3 separate regions of the Mus musculus genome follow, and all the other regions are linked to region 3. A link is a contact called in public Hi-C and HiChIP or PLAC-seq data. All regions are on one chromosome and are shown on one strand. The core of a region is the stretch at or near the end of the contact, and the rest is flanking DNA. Distances in the headings are between cores, read along the strand shown.

Region 1 (3,606 bases), core at 752-3,251, 180 kb after region 3:
TGGCCATGGTTGAAAACCCACCCTGATATTACATACACACACTCACACATACACACACACACACACACACACACACACACACACAACTAGGGCTAGAGAGATGGCACAATGGGTAAGAGCACTGACTGCTCTTCCGAAGGTCCTGAGTTCAAATTCCAGCAACCACATGGTGGCTCACAGCCACCCATAATGAAATCTGACGCCCTCTTCTGGTACGTCTGAAGTCAGCTACAGTGTACTTACATATAACAATAAATAAATCCCCACATTAGCTAGGCAAGTACTTTACCCACCAAGCAATCTATCTGCCCAGCCCGACAGATATTTTAAGATAAAGTATTGTTCCTTTTATTTAATTTTATTATGCTGTGTGTATGAGCATTTTCCAGTGAGCATTTCTTTTCACCACATGCACTCGTGGTACCCTCAGAGGCCACAAGAGGGTGTCAGGTGCCCTGGGAATTGTAGTCCCATGTAGTGATGAGCTGCCTGCCATTTGGGTGCTGAGAACAGAGAGAGGGGTCCTGTGGAAAGGCAACCTGTGTCCAAACACTAAGCCACTTCTCCAGCCAGTAAGTCAGTCAGTATTTTAAAATAAAATGCTCTCTATGTGCCTCAACACAACCTTTAACTTAGTCATATAACCAGAATCACAGGGAAAATAAATAAACAAACCCAGTAATTCACTCCACTGTGGAAGAACAGCTTTGACAGAGTTGTGACCAAGAAGACATTTTTTTATTGTCAGTTTTGAAAAAGGACAATATGCAAAGACCATCAAGAAAATTAAATCACTGTCACAGAATGGAGAAAATATATGGAAATCATGTCAGACCTATGGCACCATGCACGCATGCAGAGACAGGCCCAGGTGCAAGGAAGGTGCTCTCCCGGCTGGCACGCAGGGGGTCCTGGACTCAGAGCAAGCAAATGAACAAATAAACGATAAGGAATCCTTACAGCAATTAAATGAGGAAGATCCAGTGGAGGAATCAGCAATGAGCTGAGTGGATGTTTTTGGAGGAAAAAAAAAAAAAAACAAAACAAAACTCAATTAGCCACAGAGCACCAAGAGGACACTCTGCATTATCCCCAGAGAAATGCAAATCAAAGCCAAGGAGCAGCTACGGGACATAGAAGAAGACATTGAGGACAGAGAGAAACCTGAAATCTCAGGCCCTGTGGATAGGAAGGCAAGAGAGTGCAACCCTTCTGGAAATTCGCCTAAGCGTCCTCCAAAGAGGAAAACAGAACTGTCATATGGCCTGGCGACACCACTCTTAGGATGATCAGAAAACTTTAAAAAGCCAAACAAATGGTACACTACTGTCATGGCCACAACCACTCACAATGGCAGAAAGGTGAAAGTGACCCCAGTGGCCGTCAAAATACACAAAACTCACTGTAGCCAACCAATGGCATGTTATCCATCCATTAAAAAAAGAAGAGAGAGAGTGCCGGGCGGTGGTGACACATGCCTTTAATCCCAGCACTCGGGAGGCAGAGGCAGGTGGATTTCTGAGTTCAAGGCCAGCCTGGTCAACAAAGTGAGTGCCAGGACAGCCAGGGCTATACAGAGAAACCCTGTCTTGAAAAACCAAAAAAAAAGAGAGAGAGAGAGAGAGAGAGAGAGATGGACTACAGACACATGCTTCCAGAGGAAGGATGCTTAAGGGATGATATGCTGGGGCTCAGGAGACGGCTCAGTGAATAAAGTATTTGCAGGTTCCTGGCACTCACATAAAAGCCCACCTGTGACAGCTGGCCTATGATCCCAGTGCTCAAAGGATAGAAGAGACAAAGCAAAGGCTTCCCCAGGGCCGGAGGGCGGGCAGTCGGGCAGGTGGGCAGGTGGGCAGGCAGGCGGGCGGGCGGGCAGGCAGGCGGGCGGGCGGGTGGGCAGGCGGGCAGGCTAGCTGACTAACCAAAGCCTTGGTTATAAATAAAGCGGGAAGTGGTCAGGCAGACACTCAATGCCAATCTCCGGTCTCCCCACGAGAACTCATGCAGAGCTGAACACCCATGAGCCCACCCATACACGTGCAAACACAAAGGCACACGTAGGCATACGTGACACACAGATACAAACGCAAGAAAAACTAGGCTAAGCTGTCCACGGCGGCACGGATCTGTGATCCGAGCACCAGAGAGGCTGAGGTGAGTGTCGTAAGTTCAAAAGCAGCCTGTGCAATACAGCGCACGATCTGTGTGCCTGAAAAGGAACAGGAGCCAACCCCGGAGTCCCCAGAGACAACTCCCACTGGAAACCATCGCCTGGGGTGGGGGGCAGCCAGGGACACAATCCATCCAACCCCCGTGCTGCCGGTGGATGACAAAAGCCCAGAGCTGAGCCAGTGTGGTGGCACACATCAGGGAACTCCAGCACTTGGGAGGCTGAGTCAGGAAAATCTCAAGGAGAAGAAGGTCAGCCTAGGCTACAGAGCAAGAATGACTCAAAACAAACAAGCAAAGACAACCCACAGGGCTGGTAATACGGCAATAATACGGCATATCACAGAGAAGAGGTTGTGAGGTTTGAAAAATGACCTGCCAAGGCCAGGCCTGAGCCTGAGATCCCTCCCCACAGACCCTGGAGCCTTCCAGTAAGTAGGGGGACAGGAACAGCCTGCAAAGCACCCACCCTTCCCTCATGGCCGCTCAGACACCAGTTCAGATGAGCACATCTCCACCTCCTGCCCTCCTCCTCACCGACTCCATCTCCACAGCCCCCAGACCTCCACCGGGAACACTCCTAGACTGGGCCTCATCCTGACGACCTTCCACCTCCCTGGGCCGACCTGCCAGGTTGCTGGGCCTATTCTCACCTCCGCAGAGCTGACGCAGGAAATCTGGAGCAGGAGGCAGACTTGATCTGTGTTGACGAGGTTCAGAGCTCTAAGGAAGATGGGAGAGTGGCAGGGGAGATGGAAGTGGTCCCCAGGGGTGGCAGATTTCACAAAGGCAGCCTGTTTCTACAGGATATCCTGTCTTCCCCCACTGCGGCAGAAGTGCGTTTGGGGCTCCTAAGGAAATGCAACTGAAAGTCGTTAGCCTAGGAGACCCTCCGCTCCACGCCATGCCAGGCGTCAGGCGGGGGCTCAGGCCCGCTGCTGCAGCCTTGTAGCCCCTCCCTCACAAACTGTACACAGCAAGTCTCCTTAAACTAGCTCCAAGACCTCAGGCCCAAGGATTGTTCCAAACCAGACTGACCTGTAGATCCATGGATACAACCACACACACACACACACACACACACACACACACTGTCGGTTCCAACAATACAGACCCATGCCACATTTCATCTGTAAACAAGACACAATAAGAAATTCACTACATGGGGCGGGAGAAAAAAAAGAAAAGAAATTCACTACAGAGCCAGGAATAGTTGATTTTCAAGACAGGGTTTCTCTTTGTAGCCCTGGCTGTCTTGAAACGCACTGTGTAGACCAGGCTCACAGAGATCTATCTGTGTCTGCCTCCCAAGGGCTAGGACTAAAGGTGAGCACCTGGCTGACTGCTGACAGTGGTGGTGACAGAGGTTGAGAAGTGTATAGAAGGGGGAACTGTGCCTAATTATTAATGTCTTGTACACATTTACACAGGAAC
Region 2 (3,288 bases), core at 661-3,160, 140 kb after region 3:
TTTGAAAAGTAAGGTATCATTTGGATTTGCCTAATATGTATTAACCCCCGACTCTTGCATTCAGTACTGGGGATATAACCAATCGTGTATTAAGAAAGGCCAAGGTCTTCTCAGCCTTCCTAATGCTGCAGCTCCTTAGTCCAGCTCCTCATGTTGTGGTGACCCCCAACCAGAAAATTATTTATTACTACGCCATAACTTTAATTTTTTTGTTACTGTTATAAATCGTCATGATCTGTGATCCCTTGGGGGGGGGGTTGGAACCCACATGCTGAGAACCAGTGGGTTACAGGGCAATGGGACAGACACTCGGACAATAGTGAAAGTGCTCACAGCAGGGACTCACAGTGTGGGATGGCTGGAGTGGTGACTCCACAATGGAGTTACTGGAAGCTAACTGTGTGTGCCTCAAAAAGACAAGATGAGGGGAGAGAGACAGAGACAGAGACAGAGACAGAGACAGAGACAGAGACAGAGACAGAGAGAGAGAGAGCACTTAATGATTGGGAGGACTGACTGCTCTTCTACAGGATGCGTATAACTATAACTCCATCTATAACTCCAGTTCCAACGGGAAACTGACACCCTCTTCTGCCCTCCACAGACACTGCACACACAAGATGCACAGACACAGATGCAGGCCAAACACCCTTTTGCAGTCAATAAAAATAAACAAATCTAAAAAGAAGACTTTTTAAAAGACAGGTTGAAATTCTAACCCCTTATAACCATAAATGTGACTTTCTCTGAAATAAAATCTTGGCAGAAATTGCAATGACATCATAGTGAATTCAGATGGGCCCTCTTCCAACAACTGGTGTCATCACGGACAGGGAAACTGGCCAGAGGCAGACCCTGGGAAGGGCATGCAAAGATGGAGGCAAAGCCACAGCCCCTGAAAGCCAGGTGATGGCAGGGAGGCAAGAAGGAGAGGCCCAGCAGGCGGAGGGCAGGAGTCCTGCCCAGGGCTTTAGAGGGGTGTAGCTCTGCAGATAGCTCAATCTCAGCCTTCTGAACTATGAAATCAATTTCTATCCTTTGAAACCTGTCCCATCTGTGGCACTTCATTAGCACAGCCCTAAGGACCTAGCCAGGAGGGAACATGGAAACATTGTAGGCTAGGCTTCGTGGGTATCTTGTCTCCGAATGGGGAGTGAAGAGACAGAATTCCAGACCACAGTTCCAACCTGAAATTTCTATCCAGTGAGCCCCTTACCTTAATGACCTAGCTGGAAACTGAGCCTTGATTTGGAACCAGTGTGTCCCTTAGCTCCACCCACATCCCAACACAGGCAGGAATGGAGTCTCAATATCCTAGAGGGTTATTTAGTCTTTAAATAAATGCACTAGGGGCAGTTTTCCATTGTCCCTGTGGGTGAGCAAGTGGGGGAAGGGTTCTGAAAGCTTTTGGGACTTGCTACAGGATGTTGACCATGCTGGGCTCTGACAAAGGCAGTCCCCCAACACTGCACTGTAAGCACAAACACCTCAGAGTAGGTCGCCCAGCAAGCTGGAGACAGTCACAGAGTGAGCACCCTCGTGTATCTTGTAAGTCTGAACATTACAGGGTGGAGCTAGAAAACTCTCATCAACAGGCAAGCCCCTCGGCCGGCCAACTAAGTTCAGGGTCACTCTAGGCAGAATCACCCACCTCTTCCAGAGCCACCATAGCAGCTGAGTGTGTCACCTTCTCCGGTCCTGAAAAGTTCTGTGCCTGTCATACGGAGGAGCACCGGGGAGCAAACCCAGTTCCCTCCCAGTCTTGTAAAGCCCCCCCAGGGCTAACCTAAGGGCCACGTGAGCAACAAGTCACCTGCCTGGCAGGCACAAGCACCACCTCCTACCCACCCCACAGGCACCCAAGTGTTCCAGCACCCATCATGCCTCCCCCGACACTGTCAACACAAACACCCACACCCAGGCAGGAAGCAAAAATAACCAGGCGCCTTCAGTATGCCTCTTACCTCATCCCCTCCCCAGGTTCCCTCCCCTATACCTCTGGAGACACCTGGAAGGAGATGGGGCGGGGGAGGGAGGGAAGGGGGTGGGCAACAAGCCCACCCAATGCTTTGTCCATGCTGCCACAGAAAGTCAAGAGTCCCCTCCCTTGTGAGAAGCCAGCACTCCGTGTACCTCTCCCCAGGGCAGCTGTGCCACCTGCAATAACAGCTCCTTCTCCAGGCCAGCCTAGGTGCTCGCAGAACCTGTCAAACTCCTGCAGGAGCCAACCCATCTTGACTCCCCGTTTCTCCAGCCTTCCCTGGCCTGAGACACGTGTGTGTTTGTTTATTCTGAGCACGTATGTTAGGAGAAAGGCTGTAAAGAGTGAAAAGCGGACCCGTCTTCCGGGAACACTCAAACCAGACCCAGCATCTTCAGAAGGTTCAATTGCCAAAGGGCCTTCCTCTTGGAAAGGCGTCTAACTGTGTGTCCCTCCACAAAAGGTGCCCTCAAGTAGGTCCTAAGTCCTAGAATGTGACAGGCTGGCCACTAGGGAACAGTCCAGACAGTGGAAGTCTGAAGTGAGGGGCCAAAGGGATTCTTGCTTCGACCTACCAGCAATCACACCTGGGCCGAATCATGACCTCAGTGCCTCAGTTGTGCCCATCTGTGAAAAGTGTAGGACAACCACATCGAATTCGTGAACTCTGGGAACCACACCAGGAAACATTATGAAGTACTGAATGTCTGGCATGGACTTCAAGCTAAAACCACTTTATATCAGTCCTAACCAAGACTCGTCACCAAGGCATGGGAGTCTTCATCATATGGGCACATCCTGCGAAGTCCTGGGTTCTAAAATTTTCCAAAGTTCCAAAGAAGAAAAGGGCAGAAAAGATTTAATAATACAAAGGAAATATTCTTAAATTATTTAAAAAAAAAAAAAAAAGAGCTTCATCCTGGTTGCCAGGGTAAGGGAAAACAGTTTTAAGAAAATCTAATTTGAGAATCCATTTAAAGAGGCAGCTGGAACGGGCAGGTAGAAACATACAAAAGAACCTCTGCCCCTAGTCAGCAGGACACAGGAGGGCAATGCTTGTGGTCTAGCCTCTGCTCCTAATCAGCAGTACACAGGAGGGCAATGCTTGTGGTCTAGCCTCTGCCCCTAATCAGTAGTACACAGGAGGGCAATGTTTGTGGTCTAGCCTCTGCTCCTAATCAGCAGAACACAGGAGGGCAGTGCGTGTGGTCCAGCCTCTGCTCCTAGTCAACAGTACACAGGAGGGCAGTGCATGTGGTCTAGCCTCTGTCCCAGTCAGCAGTACACAGGAGGACAATGTTTGTGGT
Region 3 (3,562 bases), core at 358-2,857:
GAGCGGCAGACAACCGGTTCCTCAGAAGTAGGTGCAACAACACCGTGCCCACAGCCACCTCCCTACTGAGCTGGTTCTGGATCCACAGAAGAGCTAGCAGGTGTGACAGCTTGGGCCATGCCACCTGTCCGTCCCCCACCCCCACCCCCACCCCCACCCCCGCCAGGTCTAGTTTGGTCACAGAGTCGTTCCTTTACATGTAGATCTTTACCCCTCAAGGGAGCAGAAGGTTCCCGGCAGCCTGCTTCCCAGATTCGCAATACCAGAGTGGAAGAGACAGCCGAGCCATCCTATCTGACACTAGGAAAATGACCAGATCAGCTAAGAACACCTCCCATTCCACTCTCTTCAAACTAGGAGTTTGTTGCAAAATGGATAGGTAGTTACAAACCTAAGAGCCAGCCATCGCAGTTACCTTTCTTACTATAAAAGTAATTTCATGAAGGATTAGCTAGTAACAAACATATAAGATCCTGGCTCCAATGCATCACCAAATCACTGATGAGATCCGAAATATGCAAAACAGGTATGTCAGCCTCAAAACTTCCTTTGACTTCACACAGCAATCAAAGACCACATACCCAAGAAAGTGTGCTGAAAACAAAAATCAGGATGGGGGGGGGGGGCGGAGCAGGGGGAGTGGGGGTCCGAGTTTATGCTTTGCTAGGATATTGTCTCTTACAAAGACCCCAAACCTGGTGCCACCCTTCAGCCAAACTTCCTCTCTTCACTCTACCCCAAATTCGATTAGGCAATGAATCAGATCAACCAGCTGCGGCAGAAAAACTCACATCAAAAATGAAGTTCCAGATAAACAAACAGTTCTCCCCCTCCCCCTTTCCCCATGCCAAAGGGGCTTTTAGCCCAACTAGCCTAATTGCAAAACTAGTGGGAAAACTCGAGACTTCCAGACCCTCATTCCAGAAGTCCCATCCAGGTGTTGGTCAGGAGCCAAAGCTTCAGAACACCCCCACCCCCACCCAAGGAAACCAGCCCAGCCTAGAATCCCAGCCCTCTCCTTCGCATTCCCTCCACCCACCCTACCCCATACACCGCCTAATCGCCCGAGGCTCACACAGCACGGTGGGTTTCAGGCAGGAAGCATCCCTGGTGGGTGTCAAGATCAATCTCACTGCCTCTTTCCCGTTTCTCTCATACAATGATCCTCGCTTAGGCAAGAGAAACTGATGAAGTTTTCCAGCCTCTTTTCCCGGAGAGTCAGAACCCGCGTGGCAGACTGCTTCTCACAGCACAACTGAGAAGCGCGGCGCTCTGGGTGCAGCATAGAAACTAAGCAGTGCCAGGACTCTGGCCATTCAGTCTCCCAGCCCCAGACCACAGTAAAGAGTTCCGGGGCTCCCACCCATCCTCGGCACAGCCTCACGCAGCAGCTTTCCCCGAGTACCCAGCACCAGAAGACTGCGGGTAGAAAGTGGATTGAATTTTCCGAAGCTCACCCGCTGCTCAGCGAGGCTCACACTCCCGGCCGCCTTTCCATCTCTCCAACTTCCAGTAACTGAAATCAGGAAGCTGTAGCCTTCCCCGCTGCCGGCGAGGGAGTGGGTGTAACTTGTGAAGTTTCGTGCTATGATGAATCTGGTCATTTGGGTGTGTTGGAGAGGGCCCAGGGCGGCGGCGGCGGCGGCGGCTCCTCCTCCTCCACCTCCCTCCTCTCCTCCTCCTCCTCCTCCTCCTCCTCCTCCTCCTCCTCCTCCTCCTCCTCCTCCTCCTCCTCCTCCTCCTCCTCCTCCTCCTCCTCTTCCCTCCCCTCCTCCTCCATCCTCGCCTCCCTCTCCGCCCCTTTCTTCAATTAAATTCTCGCCTTTGGCGTTCCTTTGCCTAGCTGAGGACTCTGCTGGCTGTCGTTCAGTTCCAGCACCCTGCTCCGCCACATCCTTGAGATTTCTCCCTATAGGATCTTAACTATTTTACAAGTGAAACTGAGCTCTCTGTGCAAAGCATAGGCTCTTGTTTGCTGTCACCTGCAGATATCTTGGTATCTCCTAAAGGATAACTACACCTCCTTACCTGCTCCCACAGGAGCGGAACCCTGGATGGTTTGCTAGACAGAGACGTAATTCCTAAACACTTGTTTAAACATAGAAATCGGACAAGGGAGAAAGGAGAAAAACAAAAACAAAACAAAAACCTTTTTAAAACCAGTGCTAACTGCTAACACAGTGCAGAAAATCCTCCAGAAGTTCTCTCTCGCTGGCCCTCTAACACAAAGCGGCCATATGTTTGATTCCCATGAACAACATTTATAGGACAGTTTCTAAAAATTGCAGAGGAAACCCACTAACTTCCTTCTCCCTCACTCCAAAGAGTACTGCTCTCCTGGCTCCACCTTGGTTTCCAAACATTAGTTTCATTAAATAAAACTTCTAATGGCCAGTGATAAAAAGAAGCCTCGGGTGTGGCCGGTCAGAGGAAGGAAGCATCATGATGTAGGAAGGCGGGTATCTGCAGCACAAAGCAGAGAGCTTTTCTGACATGGCTGCAGCAGTCGTGGCTGAGATTGACAGGTGAATAAAGCATTATCACTGTATAAGGTTGTTAGCTGTAGCAAAAGTCAAAGATATTGGAGCTAGAGAGATGGCTCAGAGGTTAAGAGCATCACTGCTCTTCCAGAGGTCCTGAGTTCAAATCCCAGCAACCACATGGTGGCTCACAACCATCTGTAATGAGATCTGATGCCCTCTTCTGGTGTGTCTGAAGACAGCAACAGTGTCCTCATATAAATGAGATAAAGAAGACCCCTGTCCCCACGCAAGGGACTTTCCTCAAATATATGGACCACAAAAATAGAAATGCAATAATCATTAAAGGGATTACAGTGACTCGAACACCAACCGGAATCAGGCAGGCAGGCAGGCAGGAAGCCATTGGTAAGAAAGGGATCTACAGTGTTTGCCAAGCAGACAAGAGGACCTGATCCAAAACATCCAAGCATACTGGCTGGCACTCGCCAGTAGCCCTAGTATTATGAAGACAAGGATTGCTGGCCAGTAGAGGTGACTGTGAGCCCCAAGATCATAAAGTGGAGAAACCCTGAAGAGACATCCGAGGTCAGCCTCTGACCTCCTCAGACTAACACCACAATGAAAAGGTACATGTGTACACATAAGCACACACATACACACAGGTACACACGAGCACACACGCATACACACAGGTACACACACATAAACACACACATATACACAGGCACACACACATGATCACACACATACACACAGTTACACAAACGCATTATAACTCCCAGAGAAACAGTGATCAGAGTTAGTGTGGTGGAAACCATGAGTTTTAAACATGACAGATATGTGCCCCCACACATAAGACGTGTCTAGCTAATCTTTATGATATTGGTAATGTGCACAGAGGTTGGCATAAGACAACTAAGGAAGAAAACAAACTTCACCACGCCCATGCATAGGTCTGAGGGAGCAAAATAAAGTATCTCCACGGAGCAAGGTGACCACACATTAAAGGGTATTTGTAAGTATGTATAGATGCTTTCCATCTTCCCAACTTGAGGAGAGAGTCCACTAGGAAGGATATG

Evidence for each region. A called contact is a pair of places that touch in the nucleus more often than the background predicts. HiChIP or PLAC-seq counts read pairs in DNA pulled down with a chosen protein or histone mark.
Region 1: an H3K4me3 HiChIP or PLAC-seq map of bone marrow-derived macrophages shows a contact between it and region 3, with 3 times the contacts expected there. The contact joins the enhancer-like site here to the promoter of Tiam1 in region 3. A contact is called at or near these places in 6 of 39 promoter capture datasets (the 3T3-L1 cell line, cranial neural crest, frontonasal cranial neural crest and 3 more), 2 of 15 datasets of contacts at CTCF or cohesin (embryonic stem cells and large pre-B cells), 33 of 484 Hi-C or Micro-C datasets (the Ba/F3 cell line, CD4 T cells, the G1E-ER4 cell line and 13 more), 33 of 115 datasets of contacts at active chromatin or transcription factors (the HPC-7 cell line, the NIH/3T3 cell line, T-cell acute lymphoblastic leukemia and 20 more) and 5 of 9 other capture datasets (adipose tissue, embryonic stem cells, liver and 2 more).
Region 2: a Hi-C map of epidermal suprabasal cells shows a contact between it and region 3, with 2.6 times the contacts expected there. The contact joins the enhancer-like site here to the promoter of Tiam1 in region 3. A contact is called at or near these places in 8 of 484 Hi-C or Micro-C datasets (Th2 cells, bone marrow-derived macrophages, cerebellum and 3 more), 5 of 115 datasets of contacts at active chromatin or transcription factors (craniofacial prominence, embryonic basal ganglia, embryonic hindbrain and 2 more) and 4 of 9 other capture datasets (adipose tissue, embryonic stem cells, liver and 1 more).

Annotation. Positions count from the first base shown.
Region 1 is chr16:90,135,375-90,138,980 of GRCm38.p6, forward strand. It overlaps a transcript of Tiam1 not described here. Among named protein-coding and RNA genes, the nearest start is that of Gm10789, 5.1 kb to the right of the region's middle. Within about 2 kb of position 2,002, at least 48 of the 459 cell types and tissues checked have an H3K27ac peak or open chromatin away from gene starts, as enhancers often do. A contact at or near this core is called in T-cell acute lymphoblastic leukemia, bone marrow-derived macrophages and thymic regulatory T cells, where this site is marked.
Region 2 is chr16:90,103,066-90,106,353 of GRCm38.p6, forward strand. It overlaps a transcript of Tiam1 not described here. Among named protein-coding and RNA genes, the nearest start is that of Gm10789, 38 kb to the right of the region's middle. Within about 2 kb of position 1,911, at least 30 of the 459 cell types and tissues checked have an H3K27ac peak or open chromatin away from gene starts, as enhancers often do. A contact at or near this core is called in epidermal suprabasal cells, where this site is marked.
Region 3 is chr16:89,959,220-89,962,781 of GRCm38.p6, forward strand. It overlaps Tiam1 (T cell lymphoma invasion and metastasis 1), which reads right to left and starts at 1,608. Exons shown (of 28, transcript NM_009384.3): 1 at 1,458-1,608.